Linked DNA regions of Mus musculus: region 1 is linked to region 2. Evidence: chromatin contacts called from public HiChIP or PLAC-seq data. All regions are on one chromosome and are shown on one strand. Each heading gives the region's core, a stretch centred on a gene start, on an enhancer-like site or on the middle of the called end of the contact. The rest is flanking DNA. Distances are from core to core; before and after follow the strand shown.

Region 1 (2,700 bases), core at 114-2,613, 140 kb before region 2:
TCGTCCTCCTCTGGTGGGGCTTCCAGAGCTCTCAGCCGAGCCATTTTCTGCCGACGTTTCTTGCGTTTCTCCTTCTTCATTGCCGCCTTGTATTGTTTTCGGCTGAGTTTCTCAGGAATCGCGGTCTGCCGTGATGCCATTTTACCGCAGAGCGGGGGGGGGGGGGGGGGGGGGGGGGGGGGGGGGGGGGGCTCTTCCCGGATCTCGCGATAATCTCTTTTTCTCACGCTGTGGATTGAAAATGTCGCCCGCTGCTAAGTTGTTCTGCTGTTTAATGTTCGTTACCTTCCTGGACAGCAACTTCAGGGTGGCACCATTCAGCCCAGTTGACTTTCCTTTCCACCAGCCTAGAAAGCTTGAACCAGCTGAGTCACCGGCGTGTTTGCGCAATGCAGCAACCAGTAGTTGAATGTGCGCATGCGCAGTCGAAGGCCAGTGTTTGCGTTGGAATGTGGGCTGTACCGCCTACCTGCGCAGTCACTCGGTTATCCGCAGTACGTAGGCCTGCCTGCGCAGTTATCCGGTTATCCGTGGTACTGCCAGCCTGCGCAATTACCCGGTTATCCAGTTACCCGTGATAAAGCCTATCCGTGCAGTTACCCGGTTGTCCGGTTATCCGTGGCACAGCCTGCCTGCGCAGTGACCCGATTATCCAGTTATCCCACGCAGTTACCCACTTATCCGTGGTAGGCCTGCGCAGTTACCCAGTTTTCGGAGGTACGGATGGTCTGCGCAGTTACCCGATTATCCAGTTATCCGCAGTACGGCCTGCCTGGGCAGTCACCCGGTTATCCGTTTATCCGCAGTACATAGGCCTGCCCATGCAGTTACCCGGCCGGGCCGGTATGGCCGGCTTGCGCAGTTATCCGTCTATCCAGTTATCCGTGGTATGGCCTGCCTGCGCAGTTACCCAATTATCTGTGGGGCGGCCGCAGTTACCAATTATCCGCGATTATCCGTGGTACAGCCAGCCTGCGCAGTTACCTGGCTATCCGCAGTACGGCCTGCCTGCGCAGTTACCCAGGTATCCGTGGTTATCTGTGGTACGGCCAGCCTATGCAGTTACTGGTTATGCATGGCACAGCTGGCCTGTGCAGTTACCCGGTTATCCGCTTTAAGGCCAGCCTCCGTGGCATGGCCGGCCTGCGCAGTTACCTGGTTATCCGTAGTATGATCAGCCTACGTAGTTACCCGGTTATCCATGGTACAGCTGGAACAGTGGTTATCTGCCTTACCGACCGGCCTGCGCAGTTGCGGGTGGTTATCTGCAGTACGGTCCGCCTGCGCAGTCATCCAGGTATCTGCAGTTATCCGCAGTATGTCTGATCTGCGCAGTTACCCTGTAATCTGCAGTTACGTCTTTACTCCGGGAAAGGCAGGCCTGCGCAGTACGATTTACTGCTTTTTTTGTCTCCGCCCCCTGCAGTGGGAGTGCTCCTGCAGTAAGAATGCTCAGCCCTGAGCCGGGGCAGGCTTGTCTCACTGCAGGGCACCCCTCCATGCCGGTGCTGGCAGCTCACCTTCCCGGGCTTGTTTATGTGGGTGCTGGGAATAGAAATTAAGTTCTTATATTTGTTTGTCAAGGGCTTTACCAGGTAAACCGTTTTTCTGGCTTCAGCTCCTCACTCTTGTGGAAAGTAAGGGGTTTTGGTTTTGTTGTTGTTTTGTTTTTTAAATATTGAATGTGGGCCTGGTGTGGTGTCGCACGCCTTTAATCCCAGCACTCGGGAGGCAAAGGCAGGCGGATTTCTGAGTTCGAGGCCAGCCTGGTCTACAGTGTGAGTTCCAGGACAGCCAGGGCTACACAGAGAAACCCTGTCTCGAAAAACCAAGGGAATAAAAAATTGAATGTGTTTTGTTTTTTGCAAACACATTCCTTTCATTTGTTCTGTAATGTAGTTTTGTGGGGTATTCACCAGAGAAGACTGCTCAGACAAGTGTTTAAGCCAAGAAAAAAATCTTTTATTTTTGTTTGTTTGTTTGTTTGTTTTTTCAGAGACAAGGGTTTTACTGTGTAGCTGTGGCTGTCCTGGAACTTGCTCTGTAGACTAGACTGGCCTTGCATCATGCTATGTTTAGGTATGATCCCCATAGGCTCTTATGCTTGCACAAGCCTATAGGGGCCAGGGAGTAGAATGTGATGGTTTGTATAGGGAGTGGCACTGTTAGAAGCTGTGGCCTTGCTGGAGTAAGTGTGTCATTGGCTTTAAGACCCACATCCTAGATGCCTGGAAGCTAGTCTTCTAGCAGCTTTCAGATGAAGATGTCAGACTCTCAGCTCTTCCTGCACCATGCCTGTGTGCTACCGTGTTCCTGCCTTGATGGTAATGGACTGAACCTCTGAATCTGTAAGCCAGCCCTAGTTAAATGTTGTCCTTTATAAGACTTGCCTTGGTCATGGTGTCTATTCACAGCAGTAAAACCCTAACTAAGAAGAAAGCTCTGCCTGCCTCTGTGTCACAAGAAAGAAGGTAGATACCTGTGTATAGCAAAAGTTATATTTTATGCTGAGGGTCATCATACAAGGTTCACACTTTAAATTTCTAAATATGGTCCTAAGTCTTTATCCCCAAGGTGCTCACCTGTGTGATGTATCTTAGCTGGAGGTCAGGTCCAGTCTTACAGAAGTCTCTGATTTGAGGGTCAGGATCCTGGGGAGACTGTCCAGCCACAGGGTTCATCTAGGAGGTATCACTCCAG
Region 2 (2,700 bases), core at 156-2,655:
CTGAGCTATTGTGAACCAGACTCGACGGTCATGACAGCTGTGACAGATTTTAATAATCTGCCGGACAGATTTAAAGACTTTCTCTTGTATTTGAGATGCCGGAATTACTCGCTGCTTATAGATCAACCGAAGAAATGTGCAAAGAAGCCCTTCTTACTATTGGCGATAAAGTCCCTCATTCCACATTTTGCCAGAAGGCAAGCAATTCGGGAGTCTTGGGGCCGAGAAACCAACGTAGGGAACCAGACAGTAGTGAGGGTCTTCCTGTTGGGCAAGACACCCCCAGAGGACAACCACCCTGACCTTTCGGACATGCTTAAGTTTGAGAGTGACAAGCACCAGGACATCCTCATGTGGAACTATAGAGACACATTCTTCAACCTGTCCCTGAAGGAAGTGCTGTTTCTTAGGTGGGTGAGCACTTCCTGTCCAGACGCAGAGTTTGTCTTCAAGGGCGATGATGACGTGTTTGTGAACACCCATCACATCCTTAATTACTTGAATAGCTTATCCAAGAGCAAAGCCAAAGACTTGTTCATAGGTGACGTGATCCACAATGCTGGGCCTCACCGGGATAAGAAACTGAAGTACTACATCCCAGAAGTCTTCTACACCGGCGTCTACCCACCGTATGCCGGGGGTGGTGGATTCCTGTACTCCGGCCCCCTTGCCTTGAGGCTGTACAGTGCGACTAGCCGGGTCCATCTCTACCCTATTGATGATGTTTATACGGGAATGTGCCTTCAGAAACTGGGCCTTGTTCCAGAGAAGCACAAAGGCTTCAGGACATTTGATATTGAAGAGAAAAATAAGAAAAATATTTGTTCCTATATAGACCTAATGTTAGTACATAGCAGAAAACCTCAAGAGATGATTGATATCTGGTCTCAGTTGCAAAGTCCTAATTTAAAATGCTGAAATAGACATGAGCTGCATTTCACAGAAAGGCCTAGCCTGACTAGTTCCCATGGTGTGCTCTCACAATAGGTGAGTTCTGTGTGAGGCTATTAGCCTTCATGAGCAGGTAGCCCCTGGGCTCCCAAGCCCTCAGTCCTTCCCTTGCCTTGTGAAGAGGGAAGGCTGAAGACAGCTCAGCATGGCAGGGTGAGTGGTTATGACCCTTCCTCTGGCTGCCGGTCCTCAGTTTCTAATTTGTTTTCTTTCTCCTCCACAATTATGTATGTATGTGTGTATATATGTGTGTGTGTACATACATACATATATATATATGTAGGACACAACCTGGTGGCTTTGTGAAATGGAATTCTATGTATTTTCATAAGATTTTGAAAGTTGTCTAGAAAGTAGACTGATGTCAATCTCCCGTCACCCAGCAGTATTGTCCTTGTTACTAGAAACCGTTACTTCCTTTATGCAAGGAAAGCCACGCAGTGCGTGTAGTTCATCTTGTCAGGGCTTATGGCCATGAGGACAGAGGGGATTTTCTTTTTACTTGTGTTTGGTTTCCTGGGTGGCATCATGGTAGTTAACCTATTTTTAGTATTTGAAGATCATGAGTGTGATTCCCTAATGGCCAACTGGAGACTGAGTAGCCCGACAGCCATGGGTCTGTGAGTGTTCAGAGACTGGGAAGCATTCGCCACTTCTGAGCTTTGGACGTGATTAGTCAGTTAAAACCCCAAGATTCTATTCTTGCCATATTATCACGTATTCCTTAGATAAAATTCTGGGTAGTGACACTTCCCTGTCTCAGTGTAGAAGTGCCTGTGCTTTTATTTATTGTTCAGATCAAACACCAAAACATTTTCTTAAAAAATATTTTGTGTAATATTTTATTTGTATACAGTGTTTGTGAAATATTTAACTAGAGCATGATATTTTATTTTTTCTCATTTTTAATTCTTTGAGAATTTCATACAATGTGTTTTGATTGTATTCACCTCCCCATCTCCTCCCAGATCCAGCATGATGTTTTAAATGTTAAGCTGTAACATGTTAGATAAAGTTAACTCTTATTTTTGAATTTTAAAATTTGGATGGGGGGGTATGAACTGCTAGAGAAAATAAAGTTCTGCCAAAATATTGCATATACTAGTATCTTGTAACATGCTTTCTTGAAATATTTTTGTGCTTTAGAGGGTTCTCACCTGTGCTACAGGGGACTGGGAAAAAGTGGAAATAAAGTGATTGTATTTTTTAATCATCACGTATAATAAGTGATACTCTTTCTGTTCTTGTTTCCCTGTGTTTCATGACATTCTCCCTGGGCTATCTTTCCCAGAAACCATTACAGTCATCATTATATTAACAGTCTGTGTCCGTGGGTTAGCCATCACTGCATCTGTAGTCTTAAAAGCACTTCCCACCTATGTGTGTCTTCCTGAGAGCTGTGCCATCTGGTTTTTTTTGTTTCTGTTTTTGATTTGAGGGGGTCTCTATGGGGTCCTGGCTGTCCTGGGGCTCAGTATGTTGACCAATCTGGCCTGGAATTCCTAGAGCTGCTCCTCCCTCTACCTCCATTGTGATGATGGAATTGAAGACATGCATTCCAGCTATAAAGCACCTGGACCCCCACATCCCAAGCGTCTGCAAGAAGGACCCAGGCATTTCCAACCACGGGTTGCACTTCTTTCTCGACCTGTCAACTAATATACACCTTCATGCCCTTCCTCCAAGGCCTCCCTGAGATCGACCAAACCATTTTACTGACTTGACCCAGACCAAGAAACCCTGGTGTGC

The links. HiChIP or PLAC-seq counts read pairs in DNA pulled down with a chosen protein or histone mark.
Region 1: an H3K4me3 HiChIP or PLAC-seq map of bone marrow-derived macrophages shows a contact between it and region 2, with 2.1 times the contacts expected there. The contact joins the promoter of Zrsr1 here to the enhancer-like site in region 2. A contact is called at or near these places in 14 of 39 promoter capture datasets (the 3T3-L1 cell line, the C10 cell line, the HPC-7 cell line and 8 more), 1 of 15 datasets of contacts at CTCF or cohesin (CD8 T cells), 10 of 484 Hi-C or Micro-C datasets (the C2C12 cell line, the G1E-ER4 cell line, adipose-derived mesenchymal stem cells and 7 more), 13 of 115 datasets of contacts at active chromatin or transcription factors (CD8 T cells, the HPC-7 cell line, the NIH/3T3 cell line and 7 more) and 4 of 9 other capture datasets (adipose tissue, liver, macrophages and 1 more).

Annotation. Positions count from the first base shown.
Region 1 is chr11:22,970,668-22,973,367 of GRCm38.p6, reverse strand. Zrsr1 (zinc finger (CCCH type), RNA binding motif and serine/arginine rich 1) reads right to left here and starts at 1,363. Exons shown (of 1, transcript NM_011663.3): 1 at 1-1,363. The coding sequence starts at 140. The region is part of intron 1 of Commd1 (COMM domain containing 1); the gene reads left to right.
Region 2 is chr11:22,834,211-22,836,910 of GRCm38.p6, reverse strand. It overlaps B3gnt2 (UDP-GlcNAc:betaGal beta-1,3-N-acetylglucosaminyltransferase 2), which reads left to right. Exons shown (of 2, transcript NM_016888.5): 2 at 1-2,172. The coding sequence ends at 918. Among named protein-coding and RNA genes, the nearest start is that of B3gnt2, 24 kb to the left of the region's middle. Within about 2 kb of position 1,405, at least 8 of the 459 cell types and tissues checked have an H3K27ac peak or open chromatin away from gene starts, as enhancers often do. A contact at or near this core is called in bone marrow-derived macrophages and olfactory sensory neurons, where this site is marked.